Linked DNA regions of Anser cygnoides: region 2 is linked to region 1. The links are chromatin contacts, called in public Hi-C maps. All regions are on one chromosome and are shown on one strand. The core of a region is the stretch at or near the end of the contact, and the rest is flanking DNA. Distances in the headings are between cores, read along the strand shown.

Region 1 (5,739 bases), core at 2,144-4,643:
TTCAGGCATTACAAAATAAGAAACTGAAAAGACAGCCAAACTCTCAGCCGTGTCTGCAGTTCTGAACACATCTCCCCACCAGCAAGGAAATGGCCTGTCACAACCACTGAGCCAGTCAACAACTCCTTTTTCCCCATTCCTGATGCACTCCCATGGCTTCATCCATGAGTTTAAATAAACTGATGTAGTGTGACAACTACAAAGCACTTGCAGCATGCTGCATGATCTTCAGTTCACTCACCTGGGCAACAGCTAAGAAAGCATGGAGCATTCACGCAGCATTCAAAGGACAAAGTGTGAGGGCAGCATGGGGAAGCTAAGCTGAGAGTCCTGTACAGGAGTTAAGTATCATTGCTGTTCTACAGCACTCAGATTAATTAATATAACTGCTTGTGTTAACTAATTCTACTCCACAGATTCAGAATCAAACACTGACTGTGTAGTATTCTCTGTCTCCACTTTAGATTACAAGCTCCCAAATGCAATTGCCAACAAATGTTGTGCTAGGTACAGCTGTGGTGCTAGCACAGATACACGTGTTGATAAGAAAGAACAAAGGCACTAGACAAGTCAACCTTTAAAAAGAGATTGAAAAAAATAAAGTGGTCCTGATGGCATCTCAAAACCAGTAAACCACATTAGAAAACAAACCTTAGGTGTCAATATTAAAAACAAAATAAACACCTCCTGAGCAGACTTTTGATAGAATCTACGGGTCTTGCTTGGCTATCTCAGAGAGTGGAAAAAGACAGCTCCACAAAAGTACATGAATAGCAGAAACCAGATTTTTTCCCCCACCTCCAGCACTAGCTCTTTGCCACTGGAATCAGGAAATGTTTTACTTCCCAAGTTACAGGCTGTTTCCATGAGTTAACAAGTTGCAGGAATAGTTTAAAAGAAGAAAAAGGAAAACTTTATTATTAACATTACTTCAGTATTTGAAGTTACTTTATTAGCAACAGAGTATTTCACCCCTTTTAGTTCCTGTTTCAGTGTAACCACCTGGAGATTCTCATTTTAAAAACCAAAGCTTTAAATGTTTGTCATTAAGAACACCACTCAGATGCTACCTTTGAAAGCTTACTACGAACCTGAGGTAAATAAGCTAACAGCAACTTTTTGGCTAACATTAAATGAGTATTAAACCTATATGCAGGACAAAAGCACAAGCACAATTACATGCTTTGTTTCTTTGCATTCCGTGTGTTCCTCTAGGGTAGAAAGAGCTAGAGTAATAAATGTGGTTGTAATGATAATTTTACATGCAATCCATCTGTTGCACACCACTTTTGCCCAGTTCCAGTGTGACTGTGCCCACACAAAAGTATTTGGTAATATTATGTGAATAATCTTTTTACATATCCTGCTGTTGCTCCCTTTATAGTTTCTTGTGGAAAAGTTCTCTTTTTCAGTAAAAGTTCAGACTCTTGCAATACAAAATTTCTGCTCTCTCAAGAAGCCACACTGAAACCACCTTGTGAACTCTTGGCAGGAGGACCATCTAATTATCAGCTTCTTATCTGAGCTGCTTCTTATCTGAGCTGTTCAGACTGGTCTGGTGCAAGTCAATGCCAGTCAACAAGTAAGACTTGCTATTAAAAATCCCACAGCACATGACAGATAATGAGAAATTTGTGAGTGTGCAGCCCACATGCCATGAAGCTTTGAGTTTAGTCAGTTTGCATCTGTGCTTCAGGTTCCCTAACTGAAAAGAGAAAATAATGATTACTACCCCCAATTACTCGCTAACATCACAGTGGTGCTCTGAGGCTTGCCTAATATTTGCTTGCTGTTTCTGCTTGTATCTATATGGTACTCATCAGCGTTGCCTGAATCCTTTGAATACACAGACGGCTACAAGGGCATCATATTTCTATTGCTTTCAGCAATACTCTTCAGTATTATGTACAGGAAATTGTCCTTGACTAGAATACATCAAGATGGAAGAAGCATTTTTGTTTTAAGCAAAGGAGAACTATGAAGAATTCTGAACCTAATGTGAAGGAATTTCATAATGGTTGGGTTGTTATTCCAGCCAGGAAGCTGAGCTCACGCAGGTGCTCACCAAACACTTGCCTATCCATCTCCCACAGAGCAAAGAATGACGTTGTAAAATTAGAATGCTTCGTTTAAAAAATTTTACTAAAAACGCAACCCCCAAACATTACCCAGTCACTACTGAAAAGACAGAGGCAAAGGTGATCTAGTGTGGGGAGCAGTGTCTTTTCCTATTATTTACCTCGAGCTATCTTGTAGCTAACAAATCCTGCTGCAGGTTTCATTGGACAGGCCTCTGTGCTTGGGCAGTAAAACAGGTAGCAGTTTGGATGTGTCCCTGTCCCTCGAGCATCAAAAATCATGAAGTTACACTTCTTGTCTCCTGCAAAACAATATATACATATTTCAGCAGCAAGAAATCTTTATAGCATTTAATAATAAGTTCAGTTAGTTAAATTATGTTTTCCTCATGTGTTGAAGAGGAAAACCACTAACATGTAACATTCCTAAAGGAAAACTACAACATATAACATTCCTACAAGAAAAACAACTCAAGACTGCAAAAGAATGGCCAAAGGCCAACATGTGAAACGTCACACCTTCCTCTTCCTGTACAGATGAACATGAGGAAATAATTAGTCTAATCTCTCATTCTCCCTTCACACATACCACGTTGGCACCACTTTACGTAACAAGATTTTGCTTACAAATCATGATAAATCTGAAAACCTCCTCAGTATACCTGTGGATATACACCGTTCCCATCCTATTAGGGGGCACTTTTAACTGGCTTCTTTTCTACTTGCTGCTGTGCCTCATACCACTCTAAAAGCCTGATGAAAAAAAAAAAAAAGTTTCAGAGGAGCATAAGCACTCTCATTTTTGGCTATAATGAACGTAGCACAAACTGATGGTTACTTCGCAGAGTGTCTGCTGAATTGAGATGATGCCTCTTGGCTTTTGGGAGCCTGTGTGGTTGCAGCATGTAAAACGACCTCCATTTCTGTACCGCAGTTATTTTCCTGAACACTCTGGTATCAACAATCTGGTATCACATGAAGCCAGGCAGGACAGCAAAGTAATTCCCTAGGTGCTCACAAGCAGTAACAGAGAAAGGCAGAGGGGGTCCCTTACCTGGCAGCCCTTTTCCCAGGCAGCAAGCCCTCATACACGCCTCCGGAGCCGAAGCATATACCGGCTCCGCTCCCCTGATGCCTGCGGGGAGGGCGAAGCTGATGTCGACGATGGCGTTCTCCTCTTTTTCCGCCGAGCAGCCCTGGCCGAGGGCCGGCCGGGGCGCCAGGCAGGCGAGAAGCAGGATCCGGAGCCGGAGGCCGATGCCCGCCGACATGGCCGCCCCACAGGGTCCCACGGCCGGGAGGAGGGACGAGGGCCGGCCCGGGGCCGCCGCCTTTCCCCCCGCCCCATCTTGCCTAGCTAATGCTTTTCCTTTGGATATTTTCAGCTCCTCCTTTTATTTTTAGGTAGCTAGGTAGTTAGTTTAGGGCAGTGTTAGTTAAGTGGCCCGGAGGGTAAGGAACGCGGCAAAGGGGCAGTACGATATAGTCCTTCTTTTTCAGCTATCTCGTCCTGCATCATACTTAGAATAACATAGTTATTTCTGCAACTAAAGTAAATGTCCTTCTTAGGGGTGGTCCATTACATGAAGAGATACCGAAGGACAGATTACTTTACACTGCAATGGTTAGAGTAAAATAATGAAAACAACGAGTCCTATAGGACTAAACACCTGGATGCAGATAGGAACAACTGCAGGTATATGTATACATATGTTTGTGGGTATTCACACTCACATTCACTAAATATATACTTAGTTCCCAAATTAGTCATTGTAAGCCACTCTCGGATAGTGTAAGAGTGTGACTCCGGACCCAGTCATATTTCCCAATGGCAGCAGCAAGGCACAGGGGACTGTGCCTTTCCTATGGGTACTGCATGCTGAAGCGGCACGCTGCAGGTGTCATCATCACACAACCATCATATATATATATATATACACTAACATAGATATATATAGCTGTACACTCTGAGTAGTTTCAGATACATTAACTTTGCTACTACTACAGAGGGTTTGTGTTATGTCCACATTAGAGGCAAAATAAAGAATTCACTACCACATCAGCCACATTAAAAATACACTTTTATTGTCATAGTGTTTCCAATTATAAGACTTCATGTGGCAGACATGTACAATTGTTGATAGGTAAATTAAACTTTTCCAGGGGTGTCAGTATGCTGCACATTCACACTTTTACAGTAATAAATGAAAACACTTTCACACAGCGGCTGGAAAGTATACTTCACAAACTATTTTGAACTCTGTTAAGTAGAAGTGGTAAATGAAGCTAACTAAAGTTCAATGTGCTGATCCAATGGAGCTAATTTTAAAATTTGTCTGAGACTGATGGTTAACATCAGATGTCTTTATGGCAAGCACTGGTTAGGTTGCAGCCTTACAGACATCACACAATTTATGTCTGAACACTCCAAGTTCTTCTTTAAGTGCCACTGAGGCCACTCATAGTGTGAATACTGCAGATTCAGAGCTCAACTTTCTCTACTTAATTGTGCCAACAATAGTTTGTTCTTCCTCCTGGAATAATTACATTTCTTTGAACCTATTTGTTATTTTGGCAGGAATTAAGCAGTTGTTGAGGTAGTCAAAAGATCGGCCTATTGTTAGGTTACAAACCCATGTGGCACAGCCTGCAGCTGCAAGAACTGGTGCTGGATTGAGGTTTTCTCCTATAGCCCCCATCTCAGTAACAGTTGTGAGGTGCAGTTCCCGCAAGATAGGAGGATTGTTTTTGTGTTAAATTAAATCCTGGTGGGAATAAGTAAAAGCAACCAGAAGAGAGAATGCTGAACTGAGTTCAGGGCAGAGTTTTCACAGATGTTGGCCATCATACATGAGTGGAGAATGGACTCGTTCAGGAGTTAGCACATACCAGCATTTTTTATGTTTATTGGAAAATCTTCTGTCAGAGACAATCATGTGGCCGGTTTGATTGTCAGATATGAACGCAATGAGTCTGAAGTACATTTCCTTCTCCTTTCTACTTTTCTGCTTAACCTGAATCACCCGTGACCTTTCAGTCTGGGCTGTTTTTATCTCATTCCAGAGATAAATCGCCCCCCCCCCGGGCGCTGCCGTGTCCCCGGGGCAGTCGGGCAGCCCTTCTCCCGGCCCTGCCGGTGCCTTTAAGCGGAGCTCCGCCTGGCCGTGGCGCCGGGCGGGGCCTGCCCTGACCCAGGCGCAGGCGGCAGGAAGCCTGAGCGGTAGTGGCGGCCGCGGTGCGGCTCCCGCGCTGCAGGGCGGAGGGGCGGAGGAGGCCGAGCTCGGCACGGCACGGCTCGGCACGGCTCGGCACGGCACGGCACGGCACGGCACGGCACGGCACGGCACGGCTCGGCTTGTCGCAGCGCGGTTGTGCGCCATGGGAGCGGAGCAGAGCGCGGAGGCCGAGAGCCGCCTGGGCGAGCCCGGCGCCTCAGGTCGGTGGCGAAGGGGAGCTGGTGGCGGTGGAGCCGGGGGCGCTGCCACCACGACCCCGAGGACGGGAGGCGAAGCGGGTGCTGAGGACGGCAGCCCCAGGTTCCCTCCTTTCTTGCTGTGGTGCCCGCTGGCCCTGTCAGGAAGGGCGGTGCGGGGATGCTAGCCTCCGGGAGAAGGAATGAGGGGTGTCGGCAGTGTGGAGAGGTGTCCCAGGGGGTGAAAGC
Region 2 (5,169 bases), core at 137-2,636, 390 kb before region 1:
AAAGTGGGAGGGACAGCAGGTACCAGTGAACACAGAAGGAAGGACGTATGGACACCGAAACTACAGGCAGAGAAATGAGATCCAGGACACAAAGCTTCACCATAACCTCTACTTAGAAAATCAGATTGCAACTGCATTGCAAAGGGGAATGATGAGGAGTAACAGGGCTGGTAATGCTGTAATGTCACTGTAATGCCAGTAACGCTGATTCAGGCTGCTGGCAGGTGGCAAATTCTGAACAAGCTTGTGAGGGAATTTGGAGACGAACTAAACCATTCCGGCGTTTGGGCTGTGTGCACAAAGGATGAGGCAGGTAGTTACCTCTAAATGTGGGCATCCATGGGCCGGGGAGATGGGGACCGACTGGGTGGGGATGAGGGAAGACTAACGCCTGTGTATGCAGGGAATGATTAATGAAAGGAGGTAACCAGGACAAATGGCAATGGCTAGGAAAAGTAGAGATACCTGGGTGCAAGGCACGAATTGCCAGAAAGGAGAAAAATTGTTTAGGGGACTGCAATACATGGTTATAACCAGGAGTAATTGGGTGAAACTGGACACGTGGAAATACAGGCTGAATACCTGCCTGACCGCAGGGGCTGTGAAAGAGCCTCCAAGAGGAGGCGGGAGCCCCGCTACCGGAGCCATTTAAAAGTACAGGGGACAGATCCTCTAGGGTGACCCAGCAGGCCCCTCCCACCCCGCACCCCTACGCTTAGCATATTTCCACATTTCTCATCCAATTCCTAGTTCTGATGTGTTACGGTTAATATAAGGAATCGCGAGAGCTCCTTGCCCGGAGGTGCACAGTAACGGGTGACTCAGCACCCAGGGACGGCCGGCAGCGGCCACGTGGGTGGAAAAAGGGAAAAAAAAGGAAACGGGGAAAAAAGTGGGAAAAGGGGGAAAAAAGAGGGGAAAGAGGGGAAAAAGGCGAAAGAGGGGGAAAAAAAGCAGTAAAAGGGAAAAAAGGTGCGAAGAGGGGAAACCCCGCAGGGGCGAGGCGGGGCAGGCTGCGGAGACGGGGAGCAGCGCCCCTACACGGGGCAGGCACCCGGGGGTCCCCAACAACGGGGGGCAGGCCCCGACCCTGCCGTGCGCCCCGCCCCGCCCTTCCCGTGCCCTCCGCCGCACTTCCTGGTCCAGGCCCTTAAAGGGGCCGCGGCGGCGGCGGCAGAACAAAGGCCATTGCTGTCCGCCCCGCTCCGCTCGCCGCCGTGCCCCTTTAAGGGGCGGGGCCGGCTGCCGGGAACCGACGTCGCTTGCGGGGATGCGGAACAGGGCAGCGGCGAGGGGGCGGCGCGGGGGCGGCGCGGGGCGGCGCGGGGGCGGGGCCGGGAGGGACGCCCGGCCCCGCCCCCTCGCCGCCCGGCCCCGCCCTCCCCGCCCGGGCCCGCACACGCACGCAGAGCCCGGGGGCAGCGGGCAGGGGGCGGGCGGCGATCGTGCGCCCCCCGACGAGGGACGGGGCCGGGGCTCCGGTGGCGGCGCCTCCCCCGGGCAGCTCCGCGGGCCGCGCCCGCCGCCGGGCGATGGTGGCGGCGGCGGCGGCGGCGGCAGCAACTTCCCGCTGAGGGGCCGGCGGAGGAGCGGAAATTTGGGGGGGGGAAGGCAAAAAAAATAAACAACAAAAAAAAAGAACCGAGAGAACTTCCCCCTGTGCCGCGCTGCGCCGCGCTCCGGCTGAAAGATGTCTGAGGCCGCTGCCCAGTGTTGCATCAAGGTAAAAATAATAAAAAACAAGCCTTCTGGGTTTTTGTTTTTTTTTTTCATTATTTTAATCATTTTTATTATTTGCGGTCAGCGGGGGGCTCCCCCCGTGCTACCCCCCCGCGCTGTTTTTACGCCGTGTTTACGCACGGAGGGCCCTGCCCCGCGCGTGTTCCTTTCATTATTATTATTATTGTTGTTATTATTATTATTATTATTATTATTATTATTTTCGCTTTTTCTGCTGTTTTTCCCCCTGCGGCGGCGGGAGGCGGCAGCGGGCGCCCTGCGTGCTCCTTTCCCCCCGCCGCCAACTTCGCGCAAAGTTTTGCTGCCCGGGGACGGGGATGGGATGCGCTCGGCGGCGCTGCCGCGGGGGCGCTGGGGCTTCTGTTTTATTTTAGTTTAGTTTAAATTGTTTTTTCCCTTTCCTCCCCTTTACTCCCCCTCCTTCCCCTCGCTTTATTCCCGGCCGGTGGCCGTGCCCAGCTCTGGCTGCGGCTCCCGGTGTCAGGAGCGGAGACAATGGGAACAAAACCCGGCTGCCCTTTTTTTTTTCTTTTTTTTTTTTTTTTTTTCCCATGTGTGCCCAGGAACCCCCTGGAAGCAGCCCTTACCCCACTCCTTCCCCCGGCCGGGCACTCCCTGTCCTGCCCGCGGCCGCCAGAGCCTCCAGCGGAGGGCGAGCACCCGGCCGGCTTCGCTGCACGGTGCTCGCCGGCCTGGCTCTATTTTGGGGGCCACGGCGGGTGGCGGCGGCTTGTACTAAAGAGGCACCCAGGTTTGGGGCGGCGTGGGGCCGTGGAGCACCCCCTGTGTACAACAGGCGTGCGGTTTGCTAAGCAAATCCCGGTAAATATAAAGTGAAACGTAGCTGCTTGGTTGGTCTTTTTTTTTTTTTTTTTTTTCTTTCTCCCTGGTGGATCCTGTGGGAACATGGGGTGTAGGCAAGAGAAGGCGAATGTCACGCACAAAAAAACTAGCAGCGTATGAGTTGTGTTTCCTTATTTTAGAAATGGGGCATTTTGAAAATAGGAGGCTTACTTCTGCTCTTACTGAAGCTGGCAGCAAAACTACTGTTGATTTCAGGAACGGTAACGCTGCTTCTTCTCTAACCCTAAGGTACATTATAGAGTCTTATCGTACAGGATTAGCTACTTAGCAGGACAGATTCAAGAAAACATCTTTTGGAGCCCCGAAACGTTTAAACGCCAATTTTTCATTACATTTCATTAGGCTTTTCTCTGGAGGTGCTCCAAACCCACCTGGACACGACCCTGTGCAACGTGCTGTAGGTGACCCTGCTTGCCAGGGGTTGGACCAGGTGATCTTCAGAGGTCCCCTCCAACCTCAAACCTTCTGTGACTTCACATTTGTATGTGCAGCTGCCTATTTCAAGTGCCATGCTGAACTTAGTGCAGTCTGAACTTATTTTGTAGCATGCATTTTCTTCACGTGCCGACTCTTGCAGCTGTCTTTGTAGAGAGACAGGAACTACCGTCCAGGTGAAGTACTTCAGAGGGTGTCCCGAAGGCCAGGAAAAGCAGATTAATTGGAATGGAGGAAAAAGTTCAAAGGGGGACAGAGGAGAAAATGGGGAGAAGTTTTTTTTTGCTTCTCTCCTGGTGATGATTTTAATAGTTTCAAATATGGGAAGTACAAGCTTTCGGACAGAAATACGTATTTCAAACAGTAACATTTCTTCACCAAGCCATTCTGGATAACTTTCCCTTCAGTTTTTCACACACCCTTGTTTTTTGGGGCGCTTGTTTCAGCCAGCCCGAGCGGAAACTGGTTGCGATCGGCAGCTGGACTCGAGAGGAGTAGTTCAAGCCACGGTGTGACTGTACAAGTAGGATGCGTTATTTCCCAGCGCGCCAGTCCAGCTCGTGCGGCGCGGGGCAGAGGCAGAGGAGTGAGCAGGAGCCGTGCTGCGGTGTGGCTGCTGCGCTGCCCTGAGGAGTAGCCAAGTGTGCTGGGAGAGTGTTGCAGGGCTTCATTAGGAGCCTGTGCACTGGAAGCAGTGGTGCTGGTTGCTGTATTTTGTGTTTATTTTTCTTTTTTTTTTTTTTTCCCCTCCCCTGACACGGGGCAAGGCTGTGTGCAGTAGATTCCACAGCAGCTGGGGTGATGAACCATGGAAAGCTTCAACGAAGGGAGTAAAGGCTAGACCTCCGTTTATGCCGGGATGCTCCATGCGTGGTCTCCCTATCTACCTTATTAGAGAGGCACTCTAATAAGGTTTAGGAAAACTTTGAGGAGGTGAAATTTTGGTATGTATTTAGCTGCTTGCAATCAGTATAAACTTGCAGTAATATCTCGGTTCACGTCAAGTACTTATCAGTGTGTGTGTGATCGTATATTGATACGTGTTTGCTTTGCGGCAAGTGTGTGTGTGTGTTTACTTGCACTAGCTCCTTGTCCAGGAGAAGCACAGGGCTAACGTCCTGCTCTTGCCAGCGCTTGGGTGTGTGCATGCCTGCCTGATGGCAGGCAGCCCCGGGAGCCCTGCTGTCCTGGTGCGGCAGGCAGCGAAGTGTCTGCATGAAGGGTGTACATCTGAGGGAGCAGTCACTGCTGGCGTTCTGGAAATGGCATTTCGGAGCTCAGAGGTTGGTGTGGAGGCTGAGCCCTCGGTGTTGGCTACAACTTCGGGCACTGGCAGGCTCGCTGCTGGGAACTGGTAGGCTTTGGGCTTGCGGCAGACTCCAGCCTGGGACAGCCCAAGGGCTGTGACTCCAAACCGGACTGAGAAGGGACATACATGGTTGTCACTATTGGATGCCTTTTTTGACCCTGCCATTGGGATGTTACATTGGTAGCAAACCGTTCTCTACTCCTGAGCCTTAGCAGTTAACAGATACGTTATCATATATACTGTCACGATGTTCCCCCCACTCTCCTTACCGTATGAGCAAGTGACCCTTATGGCTTTGCCTCTTTTCCTCCATCCGAGAGAACCGAGGCACAGGAAGAGTGCAAACATCTTGGCAAAGGCTTATTACACCAGAGCAAAGGCGCACAGGAGCCAGGGCTACAAGCTTGGTGCCTGGACACTGATGGTAACTTTTTGTGACCAGTTAGGATCCACGTGGTAATGAGGTCTGTCTAAAACCCCACCTGGAGCTTTCTGATTGTAAGGGTCTTTTTTTTTCCACTGAAATAGTAATACCTTAAGAATATCACTGTGCTGTCATACAGAGGCTCAGAACTCAGCAGGCAAATAGAAGGGTCCCAAAGGCCAATAGAAATGTCCCATAATATATGTATAAAGACACGTAGTTAATATATCTATAAAATAAACCTGGCACTTTCATTTCCTTACCCTGATTTACGATGAGACCGTACAAACAAGTGTGTTGGCACAAGCGCGCAGTTGTGGGGGAACTAAAACTGGGAATCTGTGGGGGATCGGCTGCTTCAGATCGCAGAGACCAGGGCTTCTCCAAGCCCAAACTC

Evidence for each region. A called contact is a pair of places that touch in the nucleus more often than the background predicts.
Region 2: a Hi-C map of liver shows a contact between it and region 1, with 2.6 times the contacts expected there. The contact joins the promoter of ETV6 here to the promoter of MANSC1 in region 1. A contact is called at or near these places in 4 of 7 Hi-C or Micro-C datasets (fetal liver and liver).

Annotation. Positions count from the first base shown.
Region 1 is chr1:72,234,296-72,240,034 of Taihu_goose_T2T_genome, reverse strand. MANSC1 (MANSC domain containing 1) reads right to left here and starts at 3,393. Exons shown (of 4, transcript XR_010832533.1): 1 at 3,133-3,393; 2 at 2,240-2,380. The region is part of intron 2 of BORCS5 (BLOC-1 related complex subunit 5); the gene reads left to right.
Region 2 is chr1:72,625,428-72,630,596 of Taihu_goose_T2T_genome, reverse strand. ETV6 (ETS variant transcription factor 6) reads left to right here and starts at 1,386. Exons shown (of 7, transcript XM_048053632.2): 1 at 1,386-1,723.